2 separate regions of the Zea mays genome follow, and region 1 is linked to region 2. A link is a contact called in public Hi-C data. All regions are on one chromosome and are shown on one strand. The core of a region is the stretch at or near the end of the contact, and the rest is flanking DNA. Distances in the headings are between cores, read along the strand shown.

What was found. Hi-C and Micro-C count contacts between places; a contact is called where the count stands out from the background.
Region 1: a Hi-C map of tassel shows a contact between it and region 2, with 2.3 times the contacts expected there. The contact joins the promoter of LOC100272939 here to the promoter of LOC100216833 in region 2. A contact is called at or near these places in 3 of 25 Hi-C or Micro-C datasets (ear, leaf mesophyll and tassel).

Annotation. Positions count from the first base shown.
Region 1 is chr2:38,424,481-38,428,588 of Zm-B73-REFERENCE-NAM-5.0, reverse strand. It overlaps LOC100272939 (ku70-binding protein), which reads right to left and starts at 1,490. Exons shown (of 5, transcript NM_001147391.1): 1 at 1,210-1,490; 2 at 951-1,066; 3 at 1-128. The coding sequence starts at 1,342.
Region 2 is chr2:38,106,318-38,110,427 of Zm-B73-REFERENCE-NAM-5.0, reverse strand. It overlaps LOC100216833, which reads right to left and starts at 1,512. Exons shown (of 9, transcript NM_001143227.1): 1 at 949-1,512. The coding sequence starts at 1,439. It overlaps LOC103648563 (protein ALP1-like), which reads right to left. Exons shown (of 2, transcript XM_008673013.3): 2 at 3,088-4,110. The coding sequence ends at 3,266.

The sequences.
Region 1 (4,108 bases), core at 241-2,740, 320 kb before region 2:
GCATGGTGAGCACAATTCGTCCAGTTCAGATTTTTGGCAACACAGTCATCATAAGCATGTATCAGTTCATGAATCATGACCTGAGTTATCTCATCTTGACAGGTCATGTGATTGCAGCAAACTTGTATCTGGACACAACCATCGCAAAATTAAGCCTATTCTGCAATGTGCCATTAGTAATCGACTAGGAAAAATAGAGTAATACGTATCACAAATGAATCAAAGCATTAAAGAACCCAGTGTTTTTTTCTTCTTCTGACGAACACATAAGCACATAGTTACAATATTACTGAGAAAAAAAAAGAGTGCCATATCCAAGTGAACCATGAGATTTACTAATGTGTTGCAAGTAGAAGACCCATACATCTTACAGAAACTATATGCAAGTTTTCAGCAAATTAAGCAGCGTCCCAAGAACTAACAATAGCATAGGTTCTTTAGTCTCTAACTATATGCAATAAGTTGCCAATTGGTAATACAATGAACATAGATATCGAAGATGTACTGCATTTATAAAGGAACAGTCAATCAAGCTTGTAAGCGAGGCCAAGTGTCCAACAGACTCCATCACTAGCTCTTACGCCTTTTTTTTATATTTTTGAGATGAGATATCACACTTTTGGCATATCAGATTTTGAGATGGAAAATCGTGAGCAGTATGGTTGGCAATCCTGAGCTGAAGTAGCATGCAACAGTCATATGAAATGCAGCTAAAAGCACTGTCATATGCCAAAACGAAGACTATTTGTTCGTAGCACGTCCCACTAGAACGGATGTTGGTTGCACTCCTATTTCGTAGTCGTGAAGAGAAGATCCAAACAGATGAACAGCGGCAGCGCTGTTGGTCAACGCAAGCTTGTAGCCTTGTACTTATTATTACTACACCCTATCAAATAAGTGGCGACGATCCTTTCCGAAGCAGAAGACAAGGAAAGGAAGTGGAAGCATACCCCTTGCTGGCTAGCGTAGCCGCCGGCGGAGGAGCAGGTCGCCGCCCGGATGAGGCGCGGCCACACCAGGCACCCGGCACTCTCCATCCGCTCCCTCAGGAACCGCACCGTGGGATCTGCGCGGCGGATCGACAGGCGGGGTCAGCGCACGGAGGGTGACACGCGGTGGCCTCGAGAGTCGAGACCAAAGAGGAAAGGTAGAGAGGAAGAATCCGCCGCCGTGGTGGTGGTGGTGGTGCCGGCTGCGGGGCGCGCGTACGTTTGAGCGCGGAGCGGATGCCCTCGACGCATTCTTCGTGCGGCATGGCGGGGATCGAGGAGCGCTTCGGCGAGGGCTCGGAGGACTCGCGGACGCCAGCCTCGGCGCGACTGCCGCCGTTCCCCTCCGCCATTTCCGTCCCCGTGCCGTGCCCGTGCCCCTCTCCCCTACGCCGGCGGCGGCTGCGTCGAGGGGTTTAGGTTCAGCCGGCGGCGGCTGCGTCGCCTCGGTTGGGATGGGACTTGGGAGTTGGTTTGGGCCAGTCGGAAAGGTTGTTGGGCCGGAAACTTAACGGTATACTGCAATGGGCCTGCAAGTAGTAGATGATGTTTTTTATCCCGAGAGCAGCTAATCGAGAGCAGCAGCTTGCACTTGTTTAAGCTAAGCAACCGCACTGGGACTGGGACAAAACAAAAACCTCTCTGGTCTGTCGTCTCGGGCGGGGCGGGGCACACGCGTAGCAGAAGCAACTTTTTTTGTTTATCTGCGTCTTCTTCTGCCGCGCGCGGCGATCGATCCGGAACACACACCGGAACCGGACGGCATGGCACGCACGGTGGGGCGCATGCACGTGGCGCGCCAAACACGCGCGAATCCAGCCGGCCCTTCTCGTTGCTCAAGAACGCAAGGGAGGCCGTGCAAACCTGCTGGCTCCGTCCACGCAGTCGCAGGCAGCAAGCTAGCTCTAGGAGCTGAGAATCTTTTTGGGAGCGAGGCTTTCGGCACGGTGCCCAGAAACCCAATCATCGATGCTCTCTCTGACTCTCTCTATCTCTATATAGCCGGCATCAGTGATTGCATGTGGGAGTACAGTACAGCACGTACGTTTTGGCCCTTGTTAAGCGCTCGGTTTGTAGAGAGCAACAACGTAAAATAAAGCTGGCCATGCTTAATGATGGCGCACCATATCACAGCAGCAGCTACTCGGCTAGCTCATCAAGTCATCATCTATACCCTGTCGATCGAGGGAAGTGTACGTTCCGGGGTTGTTAGGCGTTGTGTAGTGTAGACCCTAGCTAAGTTCTTCTGCTACTGCTCTGCGCAGGGCTTATTGTTTATAAATTATAATAATTTACTACTTGAAGGGCGAAATAAAACTAGGCTGGGTTTTCTTCTTCCTTTGGACAGAGGAATAACAGAGAAGAATGTTCATTCCGGTCAAAGGGTGAGCCAACTTTATTTCGATTGGACGTGCGATGAATTTACTCTAGTGCACAATGCACAGCACGGCGCCCTTGCCCCTGCCCCTATGGGCTATGGCGTAGGCGTAGCCTTTCATGCCCCTGCTCCTGCAACGGTAGGTTTCTGGCGATGGTCATGCCATGATCCTGCCACGTCAGAGACGCCGCACGGCACACGTCCAGCGGAAAGTTCTCTCTCGCCTTTTTCGTTCTTCTCGAAGAAAATTTCCTGCTATTTCATGGCACGCCTTTCTGCATTTCTGGGACGTCGGGCATGCTACACCGTACACGACGTGAACGTGTTTATTTTTTTCTCCCTCCATTTTATCATCCTGTCTTTTCATGCCATTCATGGCGCTATTCGTTGGAATTACTTGCTTGACCAGAATATTTGCATTTCAAACCCTAAATTACATGACACATTGTTTGATGAAGCAACCGATCAGTTTTAGGGCTCCTTTAGAACACATGAATAGTATAGCAATTTCACATGAATTAGTTCAAACACATAGAAAAAATATATATGCAGGATTCAGTTTATTATCCTTGGATTACTAGAGAGTTGTTACTCCCCACTAGTTCTCATTGGATTAGCGTTAAAAATAAAAGCGAGTCCGAAAGAGAGGGCGAAAATAAATCACAAGCAAATGAAGAGTGTGACATGATGATTTGTTTTACCGAGGTTCGGTTTTTGCAAACCTACTCCCTGTTGAGGTGGTCACAAAGACCGGGTCTCTTTCAACCCTTTCCCTCTCTCAAACGGTCACCTAGACCGAGTGAGCTTTTCTCCTCAATCAAATGGGTCACTTAGACCCCCACAAGGACCACCACACAATTGGTGTCTCTTGCTTTGATTACAATGGTGTTGAGAACAAGAATGGGAAGAAGAAAAGCGATCCAAGCGACAACAACTCACATGAACACAAATGTCTCTCTCTCACAAGCCACTAAATCTTTGGAATGTGTTTGGGACTTGGAGAGGATAATGAACTTTGCTTTTGTGTCTTGGAGTGAAGTCTAGAGCTCTTGTATTGAATGTGATGGTTGAAAAACTTGGATGCCTTGAAGTGTGGTGGTTGGGGGGTATTTATAGCCCCAACCACCAAAATGGCCGTTGGTGAAGGCTGCTGTCGATGGGCGCACCGGACAGTCCGGTGCGCCAGCCACGTCACCCGATCGTTGGAGCTTTGACAAGTGGGGCCACCGGACAGTCCGGTGGTGCACCGGACAGTCACTGTTCACTGTCCGGTGCGCCTTCTGGCGCCTGCTCTGACTTCTGCGCGCGCAGTCTGCACTGTAGCGTTGTCGGCCGACCGTTGAACCCGACCGTTGGCGCAGTAGCCGTTGCTCCGCATGGCACACCGGATAGTCCGGTGCTACACCGGACAGTCCAGTGAATTATAGTGAAGTGGCATTTTCAGAAACCCGAAGCTGAGCAGTTCGAGTGGATTCACCCTGGTGCACCGGACAGTTCGGTGCGCCAGACCACTGCTGCCTTCGGTTTCTTTTGCTCCTTTTTATTTGAACCCTTTCTTGGACTTTTTATTGGTTTGTGTTGAACCTTTGACACCTGTAGAACTTATAATTTAGAGCAAACTAGTTAGTCCAATTATTTGTGTTGGGCAATTCAACCACCAAGATCATTTAGGAAAAGGTTTGACCCTATTTCCCTTTCAATCTCCCCCTTCTTGGTGATTGATGCCAACACAAACCAAATC
Region 2 (4,110 bases), core at 263-2,762:
AAGCAACAAATAGAGAACTTTTTATGTTTTATCTTCTTTAGGGGAATCCCTATTGTAGATTTCATCATCATTAAAAAAAAAGGCATGAAGAGAAAAGGGAGACAAAATCTGTATAGCTGAAATGTAGGGGGGAGGCATGCAACAGGCAGCCAAGCGAGAAAAAAAGATCACACAAGCTAGTTACATAATGGGTTTAACAAGCAACAGGCAGCCAAATAGAGAACTTTATTCACAGTTCTTACAAGTTTGGTCAGCATGTGTACTTAGGGCCCGTTTGGTTAGAGGGACTAAAGATTAGTCCCTGGTTTTGTCCCATTTAGGGCCCGTTCGTTTGTCCAGGATTAGACCAGGATTTATTCCAACTTATCAAAACTTACATAAATTAGAGAAACAATCCGGCCAGGAACTGTTCCAGGCCTTCAATCCGTGAAAAACGAACAGGCCCTTAATCTTTTTTTTGCCAAACGGAAGGACTAAATTAGAGACTAATTGGTTTTAGTCTCTAGTCCCTCAAATAGGTGCTAAAAGGGACAAAAGGGCACCTTTTCCACTTGTTGCCCTCACTTTTTCCATTGGTGCCGTACACCACAAATAAGGCAAGGGGTATTTCAGTCTTTGTATACCACATTTAATGTGTTGAGAATCTGTTTAGTCCCAGTCCCTGGACTGTCCCTGGACTAAACTTTAGTTCTAGGACTAATAGATCCAAACGGGCCTTATTTTCAGTAAAATGTTCCGTATCTAATGCAGGCAGTCTGTAATGGATTTTATGAACTAAGACATGATTTGAAGCATGCTTTACAGGCTGTCTAACAGATTCTTCTGCGATGCTATCACAACTGTAAGTCTGTAACACAAACACGAAGTCACTGCACTCCTAGGTACAGAAAAGTTTAAATAAAAGCAGTTAAAGGAAGCATGGACACCAATGCACTCCAGTGAAATTACCTTGCCCGAATGGCACGCATGCTGGTGGGTTCGTATCCAGTGTAGGATTGCGTGCTGTACTCGAAGTCGGAGTCGGGACCGCCCGGGCAGTAGACACAGATGTTACCGGTGGTAGCGATGTGGGGGCAACGGTGCGGCTTCGACATGACGGCGACGACGGCGATACCCGACGCCGTGCGCACGGGCTTAGCGCGCAACCGCGGCAGCAGCGCGGCGCGGTCGGCCTCGGGCACGGCAGCGATCATCTCCACCAGCTTGGGCGCTCGCGCCAGACCGTATCTCCGGCACGCGGCGGACTTGAGCGCGTTGAGGTCCACGTCCTCCCCGCGCCGCGAGAGCTCCCCCATCGCCGAGACAATCTCGGCGATGGCCCGCACCCTGGCCTCCTCCTCCGAGAGACCCGCAGGGAGGGCCACTCCCCCGCGCCCCGGGGCCGGCTTCCGGCGGCGCGGCTGCTCGGGTACCACCATGGCGGTGGCGGCGGTTGCCATCGGGAGGGAAGGGTTTTCTGAGAGGGATTTGGGGCTTCGGGTCGAGAACGAGTTGAGTTCGGTCGGGTCGGTGTTTCTCTCGGCCGGTCGGCCCTCGGCCTCGGTTACGGTTCAAAATCTCCCGGCTCTGTACAGCCGTCAGATCATAGAATGAACGGTAAGGATTAAAAACGTTGTTTAGCAAAGTTGTGCTAGCACGAGTCTAAGGCTAGCTCCAACAACGCACTGTAAAGCGTTCTGTACTCTAAATTTAGAGTTCAGAAGCCTCCTCTAGGCGCCCAGCAAGGTCCTCTAAATGACACTCTAAAATTTAGAGGACGCCGCACGCACCCTAGATGTGGAGACTTGGAGACGTGCGCTATCCGGGCGAGTCGTCGGGCTCGCGCGGGGGTGAAAAATTCGAGCGCGCTGTAGTCCCGTCGCTGGCGACTTCGATTCATCTCGGCGAGGGGGCCTCGCGGCGCGGCTCGTCGGCGGAGCCGGGCAAGCTGGGCTCAAAGCGGCCGTGCTCGAGCGGGTCCGGCGGCGGACCGCTCTCGGTGGTTGGAGGCAAGGAGGTGGCCCGCGAGGAGACCGAGATCCAAGGGTCCGGTGCAACCGTCGGTGTTCGTCGCCGTCGAACCGCCATCGCGAAGAAGCTGAGAAGATCCACGGCGCCGACGAAGGAAGGTGCGCAGAAACGCAAGCGCATCTCGTCGCCGCCATCTTCATCGGCTTCCACTAGCTCCGGTGCTCCACATCCGAAGAGAAAAATTGTATGTTGTATTTTGCATATGTTCTTCATCAATGTACTTTACTACATCCCAGCGGTTTGAGTAAATGCATTATATGTTTTGCAGACATCTCTTGCGGCTACTCGGTTTGCTGCTGTTGAAAAGAAGCCCTTCCATTTCTTACATTGTTGGTCCATATTGAAGGATCAACCAAAATGGATGGACCAGCACATGGGTAACCAGATTCCTCCACCGAACCCTATTGGAACCCAATCCAATACTATTGACTTAGATGGTGGTGAAGACTCAGCTCCATCAAGTTTTACTTCGAAGAGACCGCTTGGTCGTGATTCAGCCAAGGAAAAGGCAAAGAAGCAAAGATCAGAGAACACATCATCCACTGATTCGGAGTATCTAACACGGATGGGTGAGCTTTCTTTGGAACGGTTATCTGTGTACAAATCAGTAGCTTCAACTGAGGAGAAGAAGTTGGAGTTCATGAAGAAACAGGAGAGGCAGAAACTCATATTGGAGAGGAAGAAGCTTAATCTAGAGAAGATGAAGATGGAACGACAAAAGGTGAAGGAGGAGACGGAACATGAGGTACTGATATTGAGCATGGATTTGACAAAATGTAACCCCCTCCTTCGACAGTACTATGAGGCGAAACAACAGGAGATTCTGGCAAGGGTGACTGGAAGCTCGTCGTCAAGCAAGTGAATGTTCATGAAGACATTGTAGTGTTTGAGGAAGTAATGTTAGTTGTTTTCGAAAACAAGTTTATTTACAGCACTTGTGCACTTGACATTTTCCTGTTGTGTCATGGTTTGGAGAACAAGTTTATGTTTCTGCACTTGTCATTTTTCTGAGAATGAAGAACAAGTTTATGTTTCTGCACTTGTGCATTGTAGGGGTTGTACAATAATGTTGTTGCATACAAATAGTAGACTTGCTTCATCATATTGCAGTAGTTGCATTCCACCATTACACATAATAGCTTGGGACAAACATAACCTAGGACATTACTGCATACTACCTTCAGACAAACAGAACATACGACATTACACATGACACTACGACATTTTATTGATGGTACTAACATAAACTACATACTTAAGTAGCTCCCGATCCAAGCCGCGCCCAGTGGTGGTGGATTAGATCAACCTGCAACTGATTATATTTAACTGCATCATGTAGTTGGTCGTACCTATTGTTTATGAACTCATTGCGCTCGGACATGGAACCATGAGAGGTGTCGGCCAAGACTCCGATGTTGTCGAAGCTTGTGTTCAAAGACGAAGGACCTTCATCTTCTACGATCATGTTGTGCAAGATGATGCAAGTTTTCATGATGTCTCCAATGTGTTGTGGAGACCAACCATATGCAGGACCACGAACTATGGCCCATCGCTTCTGTAGTACTCCAAATGTTCTTTCAATGTCTTTTCTAGCGGACTCTTGAATAGTGGCAAAGTGTTGTGTCCTGACATCATACGGGTGACGGATTGTCTTGACAAACGCTGGCCAGTCCGGATAAATACCATCTGCTAGGTAATATCCCATGTTGTACGTGTGTCCATTGACAGAGAAAGTGACTGGTGGACTATCACCGGTAAGATGCGAATCAAACAGGTTAGAACGTTGAAGAACATTGATGTCGTTACAGCTACCGGGCATGCCGAAGTATGCATGCCAAATCCATAGGTCATACGAGGCAACAGCTTCGAGGATCATTGTAGGGTGTTTACCCCGACCAGTAAACATCCCCTTCCATGCAGTTGGGCAGTTACGCCACTCCCAATGCATGCAATCGACACTACCTAGCATACCGAGGAAGCCGCGTGCCTCTCCAACTTGGAGAAGCCTAGCGATATCAGCACGAGTTGGTTTCCTGAGATAGTACCCCCCAAAAGCGGTTTGGATGGCGGTGCAAAAGTGTTTCAAAGCCTCATGTGCCG